Linked DNA regions of Mus musculus: region 1 is linked to region 2. Evidence: chromatin contacts called from public Hi-C data. All regions are on one chromosome and are shown on one strand. Each heading gives the region's core, a stretch centred on a gene start, on an enhancer-like site or on the middle of the called end of the contact. The rest is flanking DNA. Distances are from core to core; before and after follow the strand shown. Region 1 has its middle 20 kb from the start of Gm46762. Region 2 holds the start of Ncaph (non-SMC condensin I complex, subunit H).

Region 1 (6,756 bases), core at 1,615-4,114, 180 kb after region 2:
ACAGAGTTTGAGAACTCCAACATCCCATCTCCTCACCTGAACCTGCCACCAGTCCTTTTAATGCTTTAATTTGCCTCTCTGATAAGTTGCTCACATTTTCAGAGGGTGAGTTCATGACCATCATGATGGGGAGCATGGCGGCAGGCAGGCAGGCAGGCAGGCAGGCAGGCAGGCAGGCAGGCAGGCAGGCATGGCACTAGAGCAGTAGCTGAGAGCTTACATCCTTATCCAGAAGTAGGAAGCAGAGAGAGAGAGCTAACTGAAAATGGCCCAGACTTTTGACATTTCAAAGCCCAACCCAGTGTCAAACCTCCTCCAACCAGGCCATACCTCCTAATCCTTCTCAAAGAGTTCCATCCACTGGAGACATAAGCATTGAACTGTGAGCCCATGGGGCCATTCTCATTCTAACCACCTCCCAATCTGTGCATGTGTATTTGTGCCTAGCTTATTTTGTTTAACATAATGTTTTCAAGTCTCTTCCATGTTACACCATTATTTGTACTTTATTCTTTGTTTGTTTGGACACAGGGTCTTTCTGTAGCTTTAGCTGTCTGGAACCTTCATTCTTTTTTTGTTTTGTTTTGTTTTTTGTTTGTTTGTTTTTGTTTTTTTTTTCAAGACAGGGTTTCTCTGTGTAGCCCTGGCTGTCCTGGAACTCACTTTGTAGACCAAGCTGGCCTCGAACTCAGAAATCTGCCTGCCTCTGCCTCCCAAGTGCTGGGATTAAAGGGGTGCGCCACCACTGCCTGGCTTCATTCTTTTTTCTAGTCATGTAATATTCTACTTTATGGCTATGCTACCTTTTATTCATTTCCAAGTTGCTTGTCATTTGGGTTATTTTTGTTTTTGAGAGGAGAGGAATTGCTACAAATTATACCATTCTGAACATACTAGTGTTGTGTGGACCTGGCTTACAGTTCTCTTGGTTAGAACTAGGATTAGAATTGCTGGGTCATGTGGTTATTCTGTGTTTAACACAGAATTTGGTTAAATTTGGAGGAACCACCAAATTTTTTCCAAAGCAACTGTACCATTCTACACTCATACCAGAAATATTTTCCTGCCAACTCCACACCATTCATTACCTTTCCGTTGTTGTTTTTGTATGAAGTGGTGTCTCACTATGGTTTTGGTTTGCACTTTCCTGATGCTTCATGACGGCAGTTGTCTGCTTTTCTGTACCTCCTTTAAGGGGCTGCCTCTCCACAGCCTTTGCCCATCTTCAGACTGTCGCTTCCTTGTCAAGCGGTATATTGATATATCTTGAGTGAAAGTCCTTTGCATGCATGTGTGTTTATAATACTCTTTTTGTCTGTGACTTGACTTTTTAGTTTTTATGATCTTTTCCAAAAACCAGAAGACTTCAATTTTGAGGGAAACCAATTTATCAACTTTTACTTTTATGTTGTGTTTTTGTGTCCTAAGAAACTTTTGTCTAAGGACTGAAGATGGATCGATCAGTGGTTAAGAGTATTTACTACTCTTCCAGAAGACTTCAGTTAGGGTCTCATCACTCATGCAAGGGAGCTTACAACCTCCAGTTGCCAGGAGACCCACCACCCTCTTCTGGTCTCCTAGGGTACTCATATGGTGTGTGTGTATAATTTAATGTACAAATAAAAGTATTTGAAAAATCTAGCCGAGTGTGGTGCAACATGTTTTTAATCCCAGCACTTGGGAGGCAGAGGCAGATGGATACTTCTGAGTTCAAGACCAGCCTGGTCTACAAAGTGAATTCAGAACAGCCAAGGCTGTAGAGTGAGACCCTGTCTCAGAACAAACAATGGAAAAAGTACTTTTTTTTTGATGGCCCTTTAGTTAATTTAGAGTTTCACATGTCTTCTTACCTTGGGTGGACACAATGACCTTGGCCATGTGCTCATGGCTTGCGCTCACCAATATGATTGACTTACTCACATGTTTCTGTCAGCTACACAGACCAGAACACTGTTCACTTAGCAAGGAGATCTGAGACCATCAACCTCAGCCATACTCAAAACAGGCCTGACTACAGTCGGGGGGGGCAGCTTCTCCTACTCTGCCCTGGAAGGAGAGAAGCCGAGGAGAAGAGAGCTAAGGGCAGTGAGAGAGGTTGGTGGAATCAGCCAGGGGAGACAGGGAAGAGGAGGAGCGAACCTCCTGCTGCCTGAGGAGGGCAGCAGACACTCCCAGGGTCCTGCCAGGCCTGCTGGGAAAGTATCAGGCCTTTGTTCCCAGTCATTTCCCATCTCTTCCTGTCTCTTTGAACTGAGTCAAAGGGCTGGTGTGAGGGAAGTGGCCCCACAGTGGCCTATGGATGGATTTCTGGGAATTATAGAAAATAGCGGATGTTGTATAGTAGAGGCAGGAAGAAGCAGATTTGGAGGCTCTTGTCCTCTGGCCTCAAAGGCCTCTCTGGTCCATCCTGTGGATTCTCTTGGTCTGGCTCACACCAAGAGGCCACCGCTGCGGGACTCCTGTAGCCCAAGGGAGCTTCAGCCTGCTAAAAGATCCTGCTTGAAGCCATACAGTGTGTTAGTGTCCATTAGCTTCCAGCCTGTATCTTCAGCCTTCACCTAATTCTTACCCTCCTCACTCTCACCCTCACCGACGACCTATGAGGAGGCTACCCCAAGTGGCCACACTAGACACATTTGAGACTGTCACCTCAGCAGTAAATTCCTCAAGCCACCAAGAAGCTTAAAACCAAGAGATCTGTGGCCTGCCTTTACCTCAGAAAAGCCACGTGAAAACCCAGGAGGCAGGGTGGGGGCCCAGGGCGTGGGGCCCAGTTTTGTCAGAGGGTCGGAAACAGGATGTGAGCAGAGAGGGGGGTGTGAAAAATAAGGTGGCTTCCAGCAGAAGGGGCCACTTGGCACTGTGTGTTCTTAGCTGTGGAAAAAGACCCTGGGCTGTGTGGGTGTCATCACATCCTGCTGATAACCAGCCCCCCCCCCAGCCTTGCTTGGCTCCCTTTCAGAGCATGGTCTGACCCCTGGGCTTGGGGCAGGGGAGAGGGTGTCTGTTGAAAGAAGGACGGGATGTGACCTTTCAGAGGGTTGAGATTAACTAGTGTTCCTGACTCCCCAGGGAAGCCTGGTATTCAAGGTGAACCTGAACATAAACCGAGGCAGGCAGAGTGGGCTGTCCATCCATCCAATGAATGGAAAAACAGTGACATCCAGGCACTAGCTGGTGTGACAAAGCAGAACTGCCAAGGCCTACTCCCCGATGTCAGGGAGCCCTGGTGGGTGGACATAGAATAAAGCCTAAAAGGGGCAGAACCTAGGCTCTGGGTGGCTCAGGGACAAGCCTTTGATTCAGCCTGGGCATCTGCAAAGGCTTCTGGGAAGAAGTAAGGCCTAAGAGGAGTCTCAGAGGATGGGCAGGTGTGTGTACAAGTGTGTGTGCATGTGTGCATGAGTACATGTGCTTGTGTATGTGCATGTAAGTGTGTGTGAGTCTGTATGTTTGTGTCTGTGTATATGTGAAGGTGAGGGGATGTTGTGAGCCTACAGTGTGTCACCAAGGCCTTCTGCCCGCAAGAGCCCACTCCTTTGACTTACATGGGGTTTTTCTGGCACAGCTTTCTAACCTGGCTTCTCTACTCAGCTGAGGGGTTGAGTCCCTGAAAGTCCCTATAGCTCCCCAAATCACCATCAGCCATCTGATGGACCAAGGCTTCTCACTTGGCTTAACACCAGACTCTCCCATCAGAAACCCATTCCTATTCAGTTTCATATAGAATCTAGACCTTTCTCTTTTATTATTTATATTTGAGACAACATTGTACACTAAGACCTTTTTTTTTTCTTTCTTTCCTGAGACAGGTTTCACTGTGTAGCCTTGTTATTCTGGAACTCATTACATAGACCAGGCTGGCCTCGATCGAACCTGCCTCTGCGAGCGGGGATTAAAGGCACAAGCTACCACTGCCCAGCTATGACCCTAGTTTTGAAGCATCCTTTTTCCAGCTTGGCTTGGGTTTTCTTTTAGATCAGTGGTCTGAGTGACCGTCCTCTGAACCAAACAACCACTATCCTGGGGAGTCCAACTGTGCCTTCTTACAAAATGATTGTCCCTCATGGAGAGATCATGAAACCTCCCTCAGAGTATCCAGTTGCTCCCTACTACCTGTTACATATGCAACTCTGTCTTAATTGATGTGGCCTCTGAGAGGAACTAGAGTATATGGGGAGCGAAGTCCTCATCCCTGCTGGGTAAAGCCTTTCCAGGTAGGGTGGGAGTAGGGGGCAGGGAGTGGGACACACCCTTGTAAGCAGCCCCTCATCTATGGCTTATAAGGAAGTCCATTAAACTCATTGCTTCTCCAGAGTGAACTTTGGTGAGATGGTGCCTCAGTCTGGTTTTGAGACCTTAGGAGAAGGGGTTAGACATTGTATATGTTTCTTTCAGGGAAGGAATTTTAGGAATACGTAGGTATAAAGTCAACATGATGATGATAATGCATTAGTATGGGGCATGTGCATACAAGTTCTCCCACACTTGTGGCTGTCAGAAGTCAATTTGGTGGCACTGGTTCTATCCTTCCACCATGTGGGTTCCTGGGGTAGCTTTCAGGCCCTCAGTCTTGGCAGAAAGACTGAGCCACCTCGCCCTCTCTCATTATCTTCTCAAATAGAGCCTTTCAAGGACAATAAAAATCATTTTTCATTTCCCCTGACAGAGACCATGCTAAGTTGGAAGTCTTCATACGAGTCTCTGCCTTTACACCACTGGTGTTCCAACAGTGTCTTCAGAACACTCCTAGCAGAGGGCCCTGTTCTCTCATCTACCTGCTTTGCCCAGTGTGCTGGCCGTGTGCCTGCCATCCTAACGGGTGACATACTCTTCTCATTCAGTGGGTACACTGACATTCTTTCACACCTCAGCCTGTAACCTCCCCACTCCTGGGAACACAGTATGCTTGATTCTTCTTCACTTTATTGATGATCAGTTCGTTGATTTTGAAATAGCTCACATCTTTACTTTCCTAGTTTACACCTTCTTTCTTCTCTTTAGTTCATATAGCTCCCAAAGTTTGGAGCTATCCTGAGCATTCAGAACCTTAGGAAGTTGACAGAGCCTTTGAAGGCTATAGGAAGGCTCTTTCCTTCCTAGTCAGTAATGATGGAAGCCATTTCCACCACACCCTCCTGGCTCAGAATGGCCTCAAAGGTGTTTACTATATGCCAGGCATTGTCCAAAAGTGCTGGAAACTTTTAACATGAACAGTGATTTAAAACCTGCCCTCCTATCCATACCAGGCCCAGGCTCTCTTCCCTTCCTGCTGCCTTCGGATCAGGATGTAAAGCTCTGAACTACTGCACCAGCTCCATGTCTGCCTGCATGCTGCCAGGGACCCTGCTATGATGATAATGGACTAAGCTTCTTTAGTTTTTAAGACCAAGACACTGGACAGGAAACAATCCCCTTTGACCTCAGCAGCTCTGTTTACTCTGCAGCCACACTGCAGAGCTCCGTGTCTAGCTCTCACAGAATCCTTTGGGGTTTAGCCTCAGTGTCCTAGAGATAACTTTGCTTGTTTGCCTTGTTTTGTTTGAAACAGGGTTTCTCTGTGTGTCCTTGGCTGTCCTGAAACTCACTCTGTAGATCAAGGTGGCCTCAAACTTAAGAGACCCACCAGCCTCTGCCCACTAAATGCTCGGATTAAAGGCATATACCACTACTGTCTGGCTGAGGTAACATTTTTTTGATCATCATTTCTTTTTTTTCTTTTTTTTTTTTTTTTTTTTGGTTTTTTGAGGCAGGGTTTCTCTGTATAGCCCAGGCTGTCCTGGAACTCACTCTGTAGACCAGGCTGGCCTCGAACTCAGAAATCCTCCTGCCTCTGCCTCCCAAGTGCTGGGATTAAAGGCATGTGCCACCACGCCTGGCTTTGATCATCATTTCTACCTGAAGTTTCTGGGATATGAAAAGACAAAGATTTGTGTATGATCTCAATTTTGCTTACATTGCTGACTTCTCTGGGGTTTGGGATAGAGTTAGGGGTTTGGGGTTAGGATTAGGGTTAGGATTAGGGTTAGGGTCAGGGGGTTAGGGATAGGGTTAGGGGTTAGGATTAGGGTTAGTGATAGGGCTGGGGGTTAGGGGTTAGGGATAGGGTTAGGGGTTAGGATTAGGGTTAGCGATGGGGCTGGGGGTTAGGGTTAGGGGTTAGGAATAGGGTTAGAGGTTAGAGTTATGGGTTAGGGTTAGGATTGGGGTTTAGGGTTAGAGGTTAGGGTTAGGCTTAGGAGTTAGGGTTATTTTCTTGCCTTTTTCTTCATCTCTTTCTTCTATGAAGGGCCATCACTCCTGGAACAGGGAGCCATAGTTATCCTTGTATGTCTTGCTCCTCCAAGGAGCACTTCACTCAACAGTGTGACGGGCTTGGCCACTTTTAAGTTTTTATATTTCACTGCTAAGATGTCTAGTGTTCTAAGAACCCACTTCCTGTGACCTGGCTGAGTGTTGAGTGTTGGCAGTCTCATGGCAGTCTTGCTGGGCAGAGAGCCGTGTGCATAGGCTAGCAATAGGCAAGCACAGCTCTCCACATAGTCAAGTGTGGCCAGGCGATCACGTTCTGGACCTTGGTATATAAGCAGAAGTGTCAATAATCTCCTCTGAAAGTTCTTAAAGAGAGATCTTTCTTTTCCCCTTTCTCTTTTTTATTAGCTGAAGTGTCAGTGAGCTAGCAGGAGCTGCAGCAGGTATTGTAGACTATGAGGCAAACTTGAACATGGGTACCACATACTGCAGAGGTAAGGATGG
Region 2 (6,739 bases), core at 296-2,795:
CGCTGCTCTCTGCCGTGGGCAGTAGACAAGAGTCTAGTTCAACAGATTGTTACTGAAGTCAAGAGCACGTTCCTCAGCTCCTCTGCTCTGCTTCGGTTCTCAGCCTGAAGTGCCCACTTCGGGACTCATCTTTTTCTTCTTGAGCTGCTCTAGGCCCTGTGGTACCCATAACCTGAGTTATTTCCTCCCCACACCCGGACAACTGGTGCAGGTCCTGAATGTATTCTCTGCAAGGTCTGTCTAGTGATCTCACCGGTACCCATGGCTTTATCATCTCCATGATGAAGAAAAACAAATCTACCTCCCAGCCTATGGACCTCGGTCAAACTCGCCCAGTAGATACGAACCCCTTCACCTGAGCGCCTCTCCAGAAGTCACAGGCAACAAATCCAAACTGAAACTATTATTCCAAAACTATGACTTAGGTCTACCAGGTGGTCAGTCTCACTAAGCTTAGTTATGACGGTCTAGCTCAGAGTTTCTCAACCTTCCCAATGCTGTGACCCTCTGACACAGTTCCTCATGTTGTGGTGACCCCCAACCATAAAATTATTTTCCATTGCTACTTTATAACTGTAAATTTAGTGGTTATGAATCATAATGTAAATATCTGTGTTTTCTGACGATCTTAGGCGAACCCCGTGTAAAGGTCATTTGACACCTCCCCATGGGGGCTGCCACCCAAAGGTTGAGAACCTACGGTGTAGTTAATTCCTAGACTAGTCCAGGTTCCTTCCTAGCTCTTCTCTTGTACAGGATGCTCAGCCCATAAAGTTCTTCTCAATGTTTGCTTAAAAATCTCGAGTCCATAACGGACAGGAGTTATAGCACTAGGTTTTATCTGTCAAATATTTGCCATACTACCTCAACTTGACACAAGCTCCAAGAGGAAAAGGTATTTATCTGTTTCGTTCCCCACCCCCCGCCCCCTTTCAGAGTGGGTCTCCTGTAATCCAGGCTAGCCTCGAAGTCGCTATAGCTGAGGACAACCTTGAACTTCTAATCCTCCAGTCTCCATCTCAAGTGCCCAGGCTTCTTCGGTTGCGAATCTCGGCGTCTGACCGAAGGTCTGTCCCAAAGGAAGCCCTCAAGACTTTAGAATCAGTTCCAAAACACAGGCACGAATGCTCAACACAGAGCGGTCGACACTTTGCTTCCACAGCTCCCCACACAACGTCCAGTCCAGAAAAAACAAAAAACAAAAAAAACCCACTTTATCCTCCGTTAGAACCAGGGCGCGGGGAGTATTAGAGCCCAGCCGCCACTGGCAGCTGCGTCCTGATTGGCCCAGCGCCCCGCTTTCCCTTGCACTCTCTTCCCCTCCCCCGCCGGAGCCCCCGGCCGAACCCCGCCGAACACATTCGTCCCTTCTGGACCTGCCCACGCGAGCACCCTTCGGTCCTGATCCTGCCAGCCGCGCCTGGACCCACTCGAGCTCACCTGAGCGCGGAATTCTCATCTTGCTCTCCACGTCTCCGGAGTAAGTTTTAAATCGCGAGCGCCAAGCGCGGTAACCGCCGCGTGACGTCACTGGGGCGTGGTCTTTGGTGCGCCTGCGCAGGCCGCCTAGGCGGCTGGCTGATCAGAGTGGCCCCGGAAACTTGGACAGTTTTGAGTCTACGCGCGAGTGAACTAGGTGCAGCGGTGACCCAGCTGAAGACGTTTGGAAACATTCTGGCGCCGAGCGCTGGGCGCGGAGTAGGATGTGTGGATCTGGGCAGGCGAAGGCTGTGCTTTCCTAGAATCTGGATTGTAACGGGGAGGCAGGTTTCTGAGGAATCGAGGTTCTTTGCCGGTAGAAAACGCTGCCCTTATTGGAAGTTCCAGGCAGGCAAGAAGGAATGCAGAGCATTGTGTATGCACGTGTAGACTCCACCCAGAGTATTGTGTATGTATACACCCACAAGGACATTGTGTGTGCTCATGTGTACACAGGCCCCAGAGCATTGCGTTTACATGTGTATACTCTTCCAGGAGCATTGTGTATGCGTGTGTACACACACCCTAGAACATTGTGTTTACTTATGTTTATACCCCCAGTAGTTTTTATATATGTGTGTACATTTCCAAAGAGTTTTCTGTATGTGTGTGTGTGTACATGTCTATACACACACATACCAGAGCATTGTGTATGCTCTTACTTATACATGGACATACCAGAACATTGTGCAGGCATGTGTATCTGCACCAGAGCATTGTGTTCATATATCTATACACATGCATGCACACACATTTAAAACTAAATTTTTGTCCAGATTCTTGTAAAGAGCTTTTTGGAAATCATTTACCTACCATCATTTTTTTAAAAAGAGGCTGGGGTGTAGCTGTTTAGCATCCTTGACATTATTTGCCTGCCTATCAGCAGTACCCCTCATTATGGTGACCAAAACTCTGCCTTTTGTTGAAAGCTACTTTTTAAAAAAATATTTCATTTCATGTGTATGAGTGTTTTCCCTGTGTGTATGTATGTATATTTACCACATGCATGGCTGGTACCTGAGAAGATCAGAAAAGGGTGTCAGATCCTCCGGGACTGGAATGACAGATGTTTGTGAGCCACCATGTGGGTGCTGAGAATGAAACTCAGGTCCTCTGCAAGAGCAACGAGTACTCTAAACTACCTCTCTAACCCCAAAAGCTACTCTTTTTTTTTTTTTTTTTTTTTTTTTTTTTTAGTGATATTCCAGCAGTTACTTTATTATTCAGGATTTTTAAAAAAATTTTTATTAGGTATTTTCCTCATTTACATTTCCAATGCTATCCCAAAAGTCCCCCATACCCACCCCTCCACTCCCCTACCCACCCACTCCCACTTTTTGGCCTTGGCGTTCCCCTGTACTGGGGCATATAAAGTTTGCAAGTCCAATGGGCCTCTCTTTCCAGTGATGGCCGACTAGGCCATCTTTTGATACATATGCAGCTAGAGACATGAGCTCTGGGGTACTGGTTAGTTCATAATGTTGTTGCACCTACAGGGTTGCAGTTCCCTTTAGCTCCTTGGTTACTTTCTCTAGCTCCTCCATTGGGGGCGCTGTGATCCATCCAATAGCTGACTATGAGAATCCACTTCTGTGTTTGCTAGGCCCCGGCATAGTCTCACAAGAGACAGCTATATCAGGGTCCTTTCAGCAAAATCTTACTAGTATATGCAATGGTGTCCAAAAGTTACTCTTTAAAGCTAGTTTTTGCACCACTTTAGAATGAGGCAGAGTGTTTAGAATAAGGCCCCAGACCTTAGCACAACTGACTCCATGACAGTTTGGACTGTTAAACTTTATCATTTAGATAGGAGCACCTGCCAAATACCTACTCCATCAAAGTCCACAGTTCTGGGAAAGTCTCTAAATGTCCTAACTTTGTTTTTTAGCTTCTGTAGTCCCACTTCTGGCTAACTGTTCATGTTAACTGAAGTATGTCAACCCAGAACATGGTTTTTGTTCTTAAAAGTTCACAATGAAGCTGGGCATGGGCCTTTAATCCCAGCACTTGGGAGGCAGAGGCAGGCAGATTTCTGAGTTCGAGGCCAGCCTGGTCTACAGAGTGAGTTCCAGGACAGCCAGGCGATACAGAGAAACCCTGTCTCAAAAAAAAAAAAAAAAAAAAAAAAAGGAAAGAAAGAAAAAAAAATCACAATGAGAAAGGCTCAGGGCTACACTGAAATCTTGAACACTCAGTACAGGCATCAGCCGGCTAACAAAGACTTTCTATTGGCTTAAACCCACTTCCAAGCAGTCCTCTCTGGCAGACGCCCCACAACAATAGGATTATGTGGAGAAAAGATCACAATGTCCCTCACCTTCCTAAATGCTACTGTCAGCCACCCAGGACTGGACACTCCCCACCTCATCTGGTACTGAGCTTTTTGCCTCTGAAAAAAATCTCTGCAGGTCCCTCACCTTTTCATCCACATCACCTTGCTCAGCTATGATCTCCTTCCCAGTGAGCCCAGAGTGGCATTTGCCAAGTGTAAATCTGACCTCACTCCCATTTGTCTGCTTACCACAGCATCTTCCCAGACGTCTAAAACCCCTTCAAAGATTCCATTGTTCTGGGAACTTCCAAAGGGACCTACAATGATTTACAGCCCCCCATTCCATCCCTGTGCTCGCTGTCTCTCTCTCTTACACACACAGGTTCTTCAGCCTTGCTTTGAGCTTGGCACCTCCCTCCTTCATCCACCTTTTTTCATACTTGTCTTCATCCTACCTGCTCCTAGCACATTTTTCTGTATGCATGCTCTCTTCCACTTAGAAGTCTCTCCAGGCAGAGGAAGGCGGATTTCTGAGTTCAAGGTCAGCCTGGTCTACAGAGTGAGTTCCAGGACAGTCAGGGCTACACAGAGAAACCCTGTGTGTGTGTGTGTGGGGGGGGGGTCTCTCCATCTTTATCTTCCTCCAGTTAGCTCCAGTCAGGTTTTGGCTCTTACCATTTTCCCAGGAAAGTATTCCTGGAAACATGGAAGGCTCCTTATTGGAGACTTAGATGTTTAAACTAAGAGCAACAAGCACTGGAGGGGTAGTGGGTGGCTCTGAATTAGAGGCCCCTGAAGAACTGGTTTGGAACCTCTGACAAAGGAAAGATGCTAAGTGACCCACTGGCTGAAGCTGGAGGCTATGCTATGCCGAAGCAATAATGAGCCTCCTAAACTGACTGCTTGGCTCTGTGCCAGCTCCATACCCAGTGTCGACAGGCCAAGCATGCCCAGGCAGGTCTTTCACGTCCTACTCTGAATGCCTCCTTTGTTTCAGAGTTAAGGCTATGAAGGGTGCCAAAAGATTAAGTGATTTATCAGTAGCATCAGAGGCACATGAAGCTCAGTTCCTCTCTTTGTACAGAAGTGAAGTACTCGGCCCCTCCCCCACTTATAGGCTGCCAGAACCCCGACAGCACAACAGATTCTACTTCCTGAAAATCCAAAAGAAACAGCCTTAGTTTGGGTGAGGAACAACAGTTACCATTTGGCCAAACAAGCAACCTTTCGCTACAGATTTGCTGGCTTTTGCCCTAACAGTTTCTAATTTAAGTCATCAAGTTACTGAGACCAAAAGGGATTGCTGTTAAAATGACTTTTCAACATCCTGGCCCTATCTATGGTGGTGCATGCTTTTAGTCCAAGCACTCCTCACCTGTGTGAGGAGTCAATATGCCAATGCACATAAAATAAAAATAAATAGATCATTTAAATATATAGATAGATAATCCCAGCATTCCTGAGGCAGAGGCAGAGGCAGGTGGATCTTTGGGTTCAAACCCAGCCTGGTCTAGTACAGCCAGAGCTACACAGAGAAACCATGTATCCAAAAACTAAAAAGAAAAAGAAACGACATAAAAAAGGAAATTGCTTTACATTCTTCTCTCTATCTCTCCCCCACCCCCACCCTGCCCCCTTGTATGAAATAGAAATCCCTCATCTAAATCCTGGGCTATGAACTAGTAATTAATTTTAGAACTTTCAAACAATAACATACCGCCCTGTTCTTAAAACTAATATAATACATTTGCTTTTCAGAGCTATTGTACCGGTTCATCTTGTTTCATTCCAAAGCCCACAGTGGAAGGTTGCTAGGCGGGTACGTTATTCCAGGTGCCACTCACTAGGTGTGCGACCACAGGAACGTGCACACCCTCTCTGCGTCTCAGTCTCTCACATGCACAATACAGAGCCTGTGCGATGTGGTGGGCTATCATATAAGGAAGGAGTGAATTCCTACTGAGAACAGCAGTGCCTGCGCCACTCAGAGGACTCTATTCACATTACTGGAAGTGCTGCTGCATCCTGAGGGCTTGCCAGGTTCTGTATCAGAATCAAGGTTAGCATCCTATCTGGAGAGGTTCTCCATTTGATTGTTAAGAATATCCCCAGTACACTACAGATCTGTTCTTTCCATTACTCACCACCCCTACCCCCACCCCCACATAGACACATACACACACACACCCTGTACCTTCTGCCCCACCCAAGCTTTGCTGACTATTCCCTTTGTAGCCTTCCCCCCAACTCATAATTTCACGTTTTCTTTCTTGTCTGTCAGATGAGAAACAACCCTGCAGACGTAGCAATCACAGCACCGTCTTTCTGCCCCAGCAGACTCCTACAGCGTGCTGTTTGTAGTTACTAAGAGCTTTTAATTTAGCTGAAATCTGGGTTTAGGCACCGTGGAAATTAATAACTTAGACCTTCCTTAACTTTATGAGTTTTTTTTCCCTCCTGGCCAGTGGCCATGCCACTGGAAACCACAGGGCAGACTGGTTCAAGGTGCATTGAGAAACACCAGGATACACCAGCCTGAGCTGTGAGAGTCACAAGAACTTCTTGGGAAAGGTATGTACCAGTGTTGTTAGTGAACAGATTCCAGTTCATACAGAGACCAGCCTCCATACATTTTTATTGGAGTTAATATAGAAGCAGATAGTTTTCTCAAAAGTCTACAGACATCTTAAAAACAGAATTCCCACCAGCACAGAGGCATCACCGCATCCTTTTACCTGGAAAGCAGGTAACATGGAGAATACTATACCTCTGTGTAGCAAGAATTTCAAAGATTGACATACGTTTCTAGAATTCTTTTATTTTTGGCTATGGTATGGATCCCTCCACAGAAACCCCAAAGGCTAGCATCTGATACCTCCTTCCTCACCAACTGCAGAGGGAAAGTCAAACGAAGGGCCAGGGTCTCCTTCCCAGATTTCCTGGCAGTGTTGGGTACAGAACAGCTTTGATACTTCAAAAACAACCACA

Evidence for each region. Hi-C and Micro-C count contacts between places; a contact is called where the count stands out from the background.
Region 1: a contact with region 2 is called in a Hi-C map of regulatory T cells, with 3 times the contacts expected there. The contact joins the enhancer-like site here to the promoter of Ncaph in region 2. A contact is called at or near these places in 2 of 484 Hi-C or Micro-C datasets (B cells and regulatory T cells), 2 of 115 datasets of contacts at active chromatin or transcription factors (the SCID.adh cell line and pro-B cells) and 2 of 9 other capture datasets (adipose tissue and liver).

The regions. Positions count from the first base shown.
Region 1 is chr2:127,311,862-127,318,617 of GRCm38.p6, forward strand. No RefSeq gene overlaps it. Among named protein-coding and RNA genes, the nearest start is that of Gm46762, 20 kb to the right of the region's middle. Within about 2 kb of position 2,865, at least 79 of the 459 cell types and tissues checked have an H3K27ac peak or open chromatin away from gene starts, as enhancers often do. A contact at or near this core is called in B cells, the SCID.adh cell line, adipose tissue and 2 more, where this site is marked.
Region 2 is chr2:127,132,409-127,139,147 of GRCm38.p6, forward strand. Ncaph (non-SMC condensin I complex, subunit H) reads right to left here and starts at 1,546. Exons shown (of 18, transcript NM_144818.3): 1 at 1,441-1,546. The coding sequence starts at 1,459. It overlaps Gm35347 (a long non-coding RNA gene), which reads left to right and starts at 1,545. Exons shown (of 3, transcript XR_374955.4): 1 at 1,545-1,888; 2 at 5,510-5,810; 3 at 6,217-6,335. Itpripl1 (inositol 1,4,5-triphosphate receptor interacting protein-like 1) reads right to left here. Exons shown (of 2, transcript NM_001163527.1): 2 at 6,361-6,739.